Linked DNA regions of Mus musculus: region 2 is linked to region 1. A link is a contact called in public Hi-C data. All regions are on one chromosome and are shown on one strand. Each heading gives the region's core, a stretch centred on a gene start, on an enhancer-like site or on the middle of the called end of the contact. The rest is flanking DNA. Distances are from core to core; before and after follow the strand shown.

Region 1 (5,371 bases), core at 2,748-5,247:
TCTTTATTCTCTTTTCTGTGGACTTCAGTAAGCTGCCACTTAGACAATAGCAAAAATTTAGTAATTCAAAATTTCCCAGAGGTCAGCCAGAATAAAAAAATATTATTTGTAGTAACAAATATGAAATACAGCTTAAAGGCTCAACAGAGGGGGAAAAATGTCGACAGCTGAAGGAAAAAATTCCCCATATTAATTGTACACTTTAAACTGTCTTATTCTTTGTCACTAGGAATATTTTATGATGTCATTTATTCCCTAGGCATAGCAGATGTCAGGGCAGTCCAAAAACTTTTCTTAAGTATCTTTTGGAATTAAAGAAAAATTTTGAGATAGAATTTTGGATAATTCTTTGTTTATAAAAAGTTTGGTTGGTTAAAAAAATTCAATTATTTGGAAGAATGTTCTCTATTAGAGGTTTTTAAAACTTAAAATATGTTGTATATTAAAATATTATTACTAAGTCTATTCCTTAGTTTGAAATGGGTGAGATTAAATCTTACATTTACTATGAAGTTTGCTATTAAACTCTAGTTTGTGCATGTACTTTACTCGGGGATGCCCACCATAGCTTGCACACGCACCCTCTCATGTTAGGCTTCTGTCATTAAGGAGTCCAATGCATTCTTTCTCCTGATAGATACAGCACAGCTAAAGCAATTAAGTTTCTCTTTCATACTTTTAGTTCCTTGATTAGTCTTAGCTTTGTCATGTGTGGATTTAGTACTTTCTTAATATTTTTGGTTCTCTTTAGAGTTTGGTCTTGCTTGAATTTTCTTCTTTAGTATTAGGTGTAAAACTTTCGTGTGTACGACATCCACTAGGTTCATTGTAGAATGTCTGTATTCATTCTTGCTACCATTTTTACAGACACTTTTAAAAATCTGCTTCTTGTCATGTGCTAGTGTACAAGCGTGTGTGAGTGTGTGTGTACAGGTAGGTGTGCATGTGTGAGTGTGCATGTGTATGTGTATAGAGGTGACTGTGTGTGCAAGTGTGCATGTATGCACATGTGTGTGCGTGCATGTGTGTGTGTGTGGGTACAGGTGGCTGTGCATGTGTGAGCATGTGAAGTGCAGAGGACAACGTTGGGTGTCCACCCTCAGCAGCCATTCACTTTGCTTTTCGAGACAGGGTCTCTCACTGGACTGGGGTTCTCAAGCAAGCTTCACTGTCTGTCCAGTGAGCACATGGGTTTACCTGTCTCCAGCTCCTGGGGTGCTGGGGTGATAAGCACATGCTGCCATAGCGTTGCTTTTAATGTGGGTTCTGGGGATTGAACCCAGACCCTCATGATTGCAAGGCAAACACTTTACGGATTAAGCTATATGCCTTGCCCTCTTTTACTCCTCCTAAAGATCTTAACATAAACTCCAGCAACTAGAGGCAAGGGCCTAAACCAATGTCTATCATATGAATCTTTCCATGAATAAAACGTCTTCTCAGCTCTTGGGTGCTGGTGCTGTGCAGGCTAGGGCTGAACACCTAATGATTACCCAAGATCCTGTGAGTTTATTATATTGCACAACATTATTAATAATGGTCTTTTTAAAAAATCTTTCTAATATAGCCAATAAACAAAACAAAGATTTTTCTCAAATTGTCCCTACAGTTGCTGGAAGATGGCCAACATATAGCTCATTTGTAAACTAAGGCCACCTTCTCCCAACAACTAGAGCAGGGACTGTCCCTGACTTTGTTGCCTGCCTGTGGATCCTGTTCCCCTAACTGGCCTTTTCTGGCCTCAGTAGGAGAGGATGTGCCCAGTCCTTCAGTGACCTGATGTGTCAGGGTGGGATGATACCAGGGGGCCTCCTCCTTCTCAGAGAGAAGGGGAAGGGGGTGGGGAGGGGTGTGTGAAGGGGAACAGGGAGAAGGGGATAATGATCGGGATGTAAAGTGAATAAATAATTTTTTAAAAAGAAATGAATTTAAACTGACAAAAAAAAATAATGCCACCTTGCAGTTTATATGATCAAACTGTGTTCCCAGACCACAGCATATTTTTCTATGATGGTCGAGTAGTTTCATACTTATAAAGATTCAGTTTTAATAATTTTCTCACTGTGCTTGAGATTAGCATTTTCTTAATGTTTAACTTCAAAGAGAGTCTGCTATTCTGAAATTTTAAAAATATACTTACTGATAAAATAATTTCTCTCCTAGAAACATTGATAATCTTTTTTAAGTAAACTGATTGTTAGACAATGTACACAGATATGGAATGCATTTTAAATACTTTCTCACTATGTCAGGTGGTATCATGTAAGGGCTTTTGAATATATTTCTTAATGATTCATTTTTAATATTTTATGCTCTTTTACTATGCTTAGCCCCCAAAGAACATTTTGTATGTTTTGAAACAACCTAGTATTTCACATTAGATATAGGATCCTCAGTTATAGATAGTATTAAATGTTCATTAATGATATTTTTAGGGTATTAAGGGGTATTTTTAGGGTATATTATGAATATAAAAATTGAATAATTTTTATGTATTATTTGATTCTCAAAATACTCAATATTATTAATATGTTTGATGTATAAAATGCATTTAAATAATAAAATAATAAAAAATTAAGAAAAAATAAAAAATAAAAATACAAAAAAGAACACTTTGTAGATTCTCATTTCTATATGATCAGAACTAAATTCATATTTGATTATTGATTTAACTTGGTGCTTTTTCATAGCATTCATTTTCTTCCTGTGCTCTGTGACATTAGCCTGCAAACTAATGTCTTTTAATATTTAGTTCAGTTACCAAATAATAATTGCATGTATTCTTTAGAGATGGTTTGTTAACTTAATACACGTGTCCAGCGTATAAGAATCATATTACAGTAATGGATGTTTCTACCTGCTTTGCAATTTGGAACCTTTGAATCCTCTTCCCCTGGTTGTTCATAAAATGCTTCCTGGGTTAGAGGTCACTGCAGCTGGGATCTGGCATTCTTTTCTGGTCTTCCTTGCACTGTGCACACATGGTGCGCAGACATACTCAGGCACATACTGATATGCATAAAAATTGAAAACTAAAATTTTTAAAAAACATTATTATTGTATGCTTAAAATGAGGGATAGTTTTAGAGGCTGGTTTGGTGGTTTAAAACAGGTACTGCTCTCACAGAGGACCAGAGTTTGGGTTCCAGCACCCATGCTAGGCTCCTTAAAATTGCCTGTAACTCCAGTTCTATTCTGGCTTCCTTGGGCATTACAGTGACTTGAATATGCACCACTCTCTACATACATACATACATACATTCTAAACAATAAAATATTTTAAAAAGTAGTTTTAAATAAATATTTTACATTTTTATGAACAGGAAAGCAATATCTAGTTAAAATGTAGGTGGTGATATTTTTTAGAGCATCAAATATGATAAACCCCTTTTCTTATAATATTTAAGTTTCCCAAGCTCTAGCTCAACGAGGTGACTTGAAATTAAGCCAGGAAAAAAAAAAGCTTCAAAAGAAATTTCCTAATCTAAGCTGTGATTCCGTAGTTCCATTGTTATGAAATGGCAAGAGAAGAGAGGGTCAGTCACTTCTGCTCGGTGCCTTCTGCATACGGTTTCCATGCTTTTGGATTTCCAACTTGTCAATAATTAGTTTAGGATGGACTCAGCCTTCCAAATTCTATTTGAAAGATTTCTTATCCTCTGGGAAAAATCCTGCTATGCATACAAAGATCTTCATGTCCTATAGGTAGAAGTAGAAAATAAAGATGACATTGGGTAGTTGCGGGTGGGATGGCAGAAAGATAATTTAATTATTCGACATGTTCACTTCTCCAGCTTGTCAATTTTCTTTTGATTTCTAAACTGAACTTGGTAGCAATCTTTATTTCTGCTTTGACCATGGATGGCCAAGGAAGTCAGTAACTGAAATATGGCTGCTGGTAAAAGGAACATAGATATACGAAGAGGAACCACTAGGCTGAGTTTGTGGAGTGTGCTGATGCAGGCTCTCCTTTTAGAGGCCCCTAATGAAGTTAGGTTAATCATTGATGAAATCATCTACAGAATTCAATCAAACAAAACCCTGTGTTGACTGAGTTAGCCTGGTAATCCTGGTTTGAGCCATCATTTTATTTATAATTGCATCTGCTTTTTGTTAACTCTGCCAACAACAAAAACAGAGGCCACCTTCTGGCTTGGGAGAGCCCTCCAAATCAATTACACTGCTTACAGTGACAGCATAGTTGGCCCATACATGTGCAACAACCACTGTTTGTCAAGTTTTTCAATAGCAAAAAATAAGCTTTCAGCAAAATTATAATGACATGGCATCCAGTGTGCTTTGCAAATGGCATATTTGTGTATTTTTTTAAAAAGCACTGTGCATTTGGAAACACTTTATAATTTTTGTCTTGCAAGCATTTATTCTTCTGTGTTCAAGTCTGAATATCACATCAACCATAAGACCTAATAGTTCATCTGTTTCCCTGCCAGCTGAGATGGAGAAATGTGCATCCAGGGTTAGTGTAGAGTCAGCCACCATTTCTGGAAGGCTTAAATCAAAGTACAGCTTGTTATCAACATCAGCTCCTCTCTAGAGGAGCAGTTCTCATAGAAGGGAAACAAGTTGTTGCTGGAAGTGGAGAAGCTCTACGCCTTTTTGAGATATGATATAGACCTTTCTTTTGCTCTGACACCAATAGCAACCATCCTTTAATGTAGTTGCACATCTTCTAAGCCCCTTTTAGTGGATTGTTCAAAAGACCTGGAGAGTTCAGTTAGAGAAGGAAGAGAGCCTCAGAGCTGGAGCACAGTGAAGATGTGAAGACGGACCCTCCTCAGCATCTGCTCTTTCATGTTCTAGGCATGAATCCCTTTACAGCTTCAGGACCTCTGCTATGATGTGGGGGCTGTGAATGAGTTCCTGCTGCTGCTTTAACCATGGTGATGAGATTGTTTCCTGAGCGTATATGGAGAGTCACCACATTCCCCAAGGAAAATAGGCTCTGGGTTCCCAAGATCTGAAACAGACTCTCATGGTTAAGTAAAAGAAGACAACTGTAAATTTGGGGACTGGCAGCTTCAAAGCTCAAGAGAGTGTGGTTTAATTTTTTTTTCCTGGCTAAGATACAAGTCCTCAGCCCAGTCCCACTGCAGCCTCCTAGGTTCCTGCCTGGTCCTTTTCTTTGTACCCATTTGGATCATTCTGCCATCTCCTCACCCAACCCCAACTCCCTGCATCCCACTGGGTCCTTATCTATCCCATGCTTACTGTTTTCTGACAACATCCTGGTCTTATTTCCCTAATACCAGATCCCATGTTCTGAAGCTTCACCATTGGAAGCTGCTGTAACATGAGGGCAAAAAAACTGATCAAAAGTTCAGACCTCGGTCTGAAAAGCACTGGTGTAGTG
Region 2 (5,124 bases), core at 907-3,406, 360 kb after region 1:
CCTTCTGCTCTGCTAGAACCTATCCCATCACAGATTTGAAAGGGGTAGCTCACAAAAGACCCACAAATGTCACCCCTCTGGGAATCATTCACACCTATTAGAGACAGAATGATAATGTAAAACTGGTAAGTACACATAAGGGAGAAGACTATGGGGCATCTTCTACTCCTAGATGAAGACGATCATATCCCAAATAACATTTAATGCTTTCCCCATAACGGTTGCATGTTTTAGGAATTAAAAGATACAGTATGTGTCTTGCTATTTATAAACCCAGTTCTTCCTTATTCAACCCTGCCCAAAATCTTTTTTCTGGAATTCTAGTTTAATGTGTAAATATCTTGGAAGTGTAAAAATCCTATGAGAGCCCAAAATTGTTGACACTTCTCCAAATCATTTTTCTTTTCCAAAAGCAAAACCCAGTGTAAAGCAAAATGGCATAGATGTCCTCTGATGTATGGGGGAGGGGCTTGGAGAGAAAAAAAGTGAACAAAGACAGACCAGCAATGCTTCTGTTGGAGGAGGAGTCTAAAGGCCTCCCTCACTGTCTTGTCAGAGGACAGGCTGTGTCATCTTCCCAAACAATCTAATCCAGGTACCATAGTATTGTCTGAATTTGGTTTTAATTTGTGCAGTGTTGTGGGTGTACGACAATTTTCAAATAATGCTAATCTTTCTTCAATGTGAGTTTACTTCAACATTTCTAATGAGACATGTCCTCTATTTACAAAGTCCATGAACTGTGTTCTATTCAAACAGGCATTTAAAGGCTTCTAGGATACTGGAAAACATACAACACCCATATTTAAATCTAACACATATTTCAGTATTTTTTTTTACCTTGCAATTAATATCAAGTAGGAAAAACTCAACAAGGTATTAATGAACACCATCAAATTAATGAAAATTTCTTCATCTTTCTGTTGAATGTCTTCAATATATATTCTGTGATTTAATATATGGGATATACATGCCAGAAATTCTAAAAGGCAGCACATTTGACCTTGAAAAGGCATTGATGATAATTCTCTGTGAAGTGCGCCAGTTGCAATTTCAAAAATGTGCAGACTGCCAAGGCATGCTTAAAACATGGAAATCGGATTTCCTCTGATTGACTTTCTGGAGCACAGACCGCTGAAATGCCTTTTGTGCTCAAGCTGGGGAGCTTAAACACAGAACCCTTAGACAAACAATATCCATCCCCCTGCTTGCTCTGTGATCTGAGATACTTAGGGTTTCTGAGCTCAGTTCCTTATTTTTGAACCAACTTGAGCCCCTGTCACTATTAACTCTTTGTATCTTCTCTTCTATCTGTCATATGGGCTTTTTACTGAAGAGACTTGCTGGTGAGAAAGAGATACTAAATAAAGAAAAAGAAATGATGTTTCTAGTGCTTCTCTTAACAGCTTAAAGTCATATTTGGTAAGAAACTGAGAAATGCTTAAAGGAGAGAATTAATGGAGAAGGAAAACAATTATTTTGGGGCCTCATGGTCTAATGTTATTTTAAATCCCAGTAGCTTTGTATAGGCACTGGCAAATGAAATTTGTTTTTATTCCATAGCCCATAAACCAATCAAACATGAAAAACTACCTTTCAACAAGTTAGTCTATTCTAGATGAGTCACCATGTCCTAAATGGTCACAAATAGGGGGAAAGGTGAGGAACAAACTTTGGTGGTCAATGTGTGCAGTTCTGGCCAGTAAGAATGAAGGAGGTGATGAATGAGAGCTGACCTGGAGGACAGCATCTGCACACACCTCTAAAACATGATTTCTTCAGAGGTCCTCTGTTTGTACGTAACCCCTTGTTAGGTCACCAAATATCAACATTCACTGAAGATGATGAGTAATCAAAAGGCCATTGTACACACCAACAGCACAACAGGGTTCTAGAATTCCTTTCTTTTTGAATTTTGGAATGAGTACTCAGATCACCTCATTTGACTGTTTTAAAACCAATGTAAGAAGTATCCCCTAAGATAAAGGCAAAAGGGAAATTCTCATGTCTAGTCAGCTACCGTTTTTACTGTAGGAAGCAAATGTGCCCCCCCCCCCAATTAATGAAACACTACATTAGCAAAATGTCTCCAAACATTGTGAGTCTGGAAGACAGCACTTGACTTCAGCAAACTGGTTCTGACACAGAGGACTACTTAGGCTGATTACCAGTGTCTCTATTCCCCGTGGGTGCCCTCAGGGGATCCATATGAGGTTATATTTCCTCTTTAAAAGTGACAGTCAGAAATGGAATTAGATTAAATATGGCTCCCTTTAAAGGGGCATATGATTGTATATTTGTGTGTGCACTTGAAAACTATGTGGATTTAAGAGTTTCAGATCTCCTGTTATGCAAAGGGAATCAAAACACCACTCCAGTCTCTCTTGTACATTTAGGGAGAAATTTTCAATACAAATAAAAAGTTTAAATTTATCTTTTATTTGCTATTTTACTACTATGCCAAAAGGAAATGGTTGTGATATCAAATTTGTATATCAATTCATTTTATTTACATAAACTCATAGTTATACAGAGAATGCTTATCAGGGAAGTATGGTCCATTACACCAGTAGTCTTTAGTTGGTTTTGGCTTTTGGAATTTTATTTACAACATGACAGAGAATATTGTGGTTATGGAGAAAAATGCATTGGTGTGCATTTTTGAATGCTATACCCACTCAGTGTACCATGAGCAGCTAATCTGGTCACATGTAACTCTCCTCAATGAGTTTATTCCAATGAAGGCATGCAGGGATGCGAACTTTCCTATATTTGTGTCAGAAAGGATACAAAAAGCATTATTTCATAAACAAAGTGAAGCTAGCTGAATGAACAAAGGTTCAAAAACACAAAGCTCTACAGTTAGCCTTATAGTTTAAAGAAATTATCTGAAGGTTGCTGAGAGATAGCCTCTGGGTAGTCATTGCTTCCAGGCGTAGAAGAACACTGGAGATGAGCCCGTGGCCATACGCAGCTTGTCAGATGCCTGGGTTGCCATGAAGCTGTTGATCTGATCTAATGTGAGTTTCTGACCTAATTTTACTGTAGGATTTAGTGTTCAGGCAGAGAAAACAAGGTTAATGTGTTGATGCAGAGCGAGATTAAACAGCAGACACTCTCCTAATAACCCTCTCTAACTTTGGCTTCCTCTTGTGAATGTCATTAATTCAAACCACTTTTCTATTAATCATTTCAGAGTACACCACAAGCTGTTTTGCTTGTTTTTGAAGTAAAAACTATGTATCCAGATTGTCTTTTTCTGAGTTGAATGAGATATAAAAACATAGCACAAATTTGATTACTTTTCCAAATACACGGGAATGTTTTCTTTAATTCATAGAACCCCAGATTTGGAAGAAAAATTTCAGTAGCCAGCATTGATCATCCCTTGCTGACTACTCTTTAGTAATCCAAAAACCATTTCTACAAGTATGGTTACATGTATATCAATTTATTTTGAGTTTTTCAGTGATGATAGTGGAAGTTAATATTGTTGAATATATGAGAGTGCTTTGTGATATGGAAATGTTGATGATTCTCCTCTCCTACTGTTTTCAGCAAAGGTCATCCCCTGTCCTAAAATGATTAATATATACCCCACAAATCAACAATGTGTGATTTACATGATGCTAATATTTTTAATGACAGTGGCTGATGGCCCTACTTAGTCACCTGCCATCACAGATTTGAGTCCACACTAATGGGGTCTTTCAGATCAGCCGCTCAGTCTTTGCCTATTTCAGCTTCACACAGACTGATATCAGACTTTTTCTCTTGCTCCTATTTCCATTCTATCCTGGACTCTTTACTGGCTTTACGCTTAAAGATGATCAGTAACTGTTCTGTGTCTGAAATAAATAGACAGATGCTAGCAAGAGGAGGGGCTGTTTAGAGAACAGCCACATCCAGACAAGGCACTTTCCACGATGAGCTCTTCTGATGCAGAGGAAAATCACTATGGGGCATGGACATTTGGAACTCCAACTCCAAGGCAACTGACTTAAAGGAATCTCATTGCAAAGGTGAAGGTACCCTTTCCTTAATGGGTAGTGCTAAACTATTTACAGGTTCTTATGGGGGCTTCCTATTTCCTATCTAAAGTTATTAAGCTATGGAGAAATATTCTCAACCTTTTATGCAAAGATGGCATTTATAAATCTTTAAAGATAATACATACAGAAAAGGAATTATTGTGGAACTAGAATATGAATCAGGGGATGTATTTTTTTCCTACTAAATTTGAAGTAGCTCCTGGATATCATGTCTAATGTAATGAAATTGCCAGAGTAGACCCTAAACATGCTAATAGAATTGCCTCTGAGGCTTCAGTCCAACTTTGAGGTTGCCTGAAGAAAATGTCTGCATTACAAATGTGTGGGTTACCTTAAAATTAATCATAATCATAAGTTGGTAGAAGGAAAATCAAACCTTTACCCACGAATTTCTGCTGGGGACATATACCTCTAGTTAAAAGTTATGTTCTGTGATGCTCACATTTTGAAATATTCATGCCTCTGTTGGAATATGGACATAGCTACACTGCCAAGGTGCAGGAGGTTGGGGAGGGGACCTTTCTGCTGTTTCTTAAAAAACAAGCACCTTCAGCAAAGTGAACAAGCAAGACTTTTAAAAACACAAAATTAGACCAACATTTAGAATCCATTATTCTAATTAGTAAATTGTATTTCAGTCTTTGATTTGGCGCTAAGTCAAGCACTCAGCACATTTTGGTATTAGGAAAGGAAATGAAGAGGCTCACTGGAATGAAAATGACCATCAGCAAGGAGAGGTGGTTTTCTATCAGGCTGTGTGTTATACTGCTATTTGGTGTCTGTATTAGTTTTTAATTACTCCATTATTGTGCATCTTTTATATCAACCATTACTCTCCATGTCTAGGTCAAGGCAGTAACAAAGTTGTGAGGTGGGAAGGAGGGAGAGGGAGAGTGAGAGGAAGAGGAAGAGTGGCATTATTTCGGGGTATCTGGACAGTGTTGTTTAAGCCAGATTGCTCAGGCCATCTCAAGTGACATGTCACATCTGACCCAAGAGCTGAGAGGAAGTGAGGAATCCAGGAGGATCAGGCTTACAAGAAAAAGAGACACTACAAGAGGAGGTCAGAGAA

Evidence for each region. Hi-C and Micro-C count contacts between places; a contact is called where the count stands out from the background.
Region 2: a contact with region 1 is called in a Hi-C map of the N1E-115 cell line, with 2.4 times the contacts expected there. The contact joins two enhancer-like sites. A contact is called at or near these places in 1 of 484 Hi-C or Micro-C datasets (the N1E-115 cell line) and 1 of 9 other capture datasets (pancreatic islet).

The regions. Positions count from the first base shown.
Region 1 is chr1:80,732,099-80,737,469 of GRCm38.p6, forward strand. All of the region lies in intron 1 of Dock10 (dedicator of cytokinesis 10), which reads right to left. Among named protein-coding and RNA genes, the nearest start is that of Dock10, 24 kb to the right of the region's middle. Within about 2 kb of position 3,998, at least 15 of the 459 cell types and tissues checked have an H3K27ac peak or open chromatin away from gene starts, as enhancers often do. A contact at or near this core is called in the N1E-115 cell line, where this site is marked.
Region 2 is chr1:81,090,070-81,095,193 of GRCm38.p6, forward strand. The region is part of intron 2 of Nyap2 (neuronal tyrosine-phophorylated phosphoinositide 3-kinase adaptor 2); the gene reads left to right. Among named protein-coding and RNA genes, the nearest start is that of Nyap2, 15 kb to the left of the region's middle. Within about 2 kb of position 2,157, at least 3 of the 459 cell types and tissues checked have an H3K27ac peak or open chromatin away from gene starts, as enhancers often do. A contact at or near this core is called in the N1E-115 cell line, where this site is marked.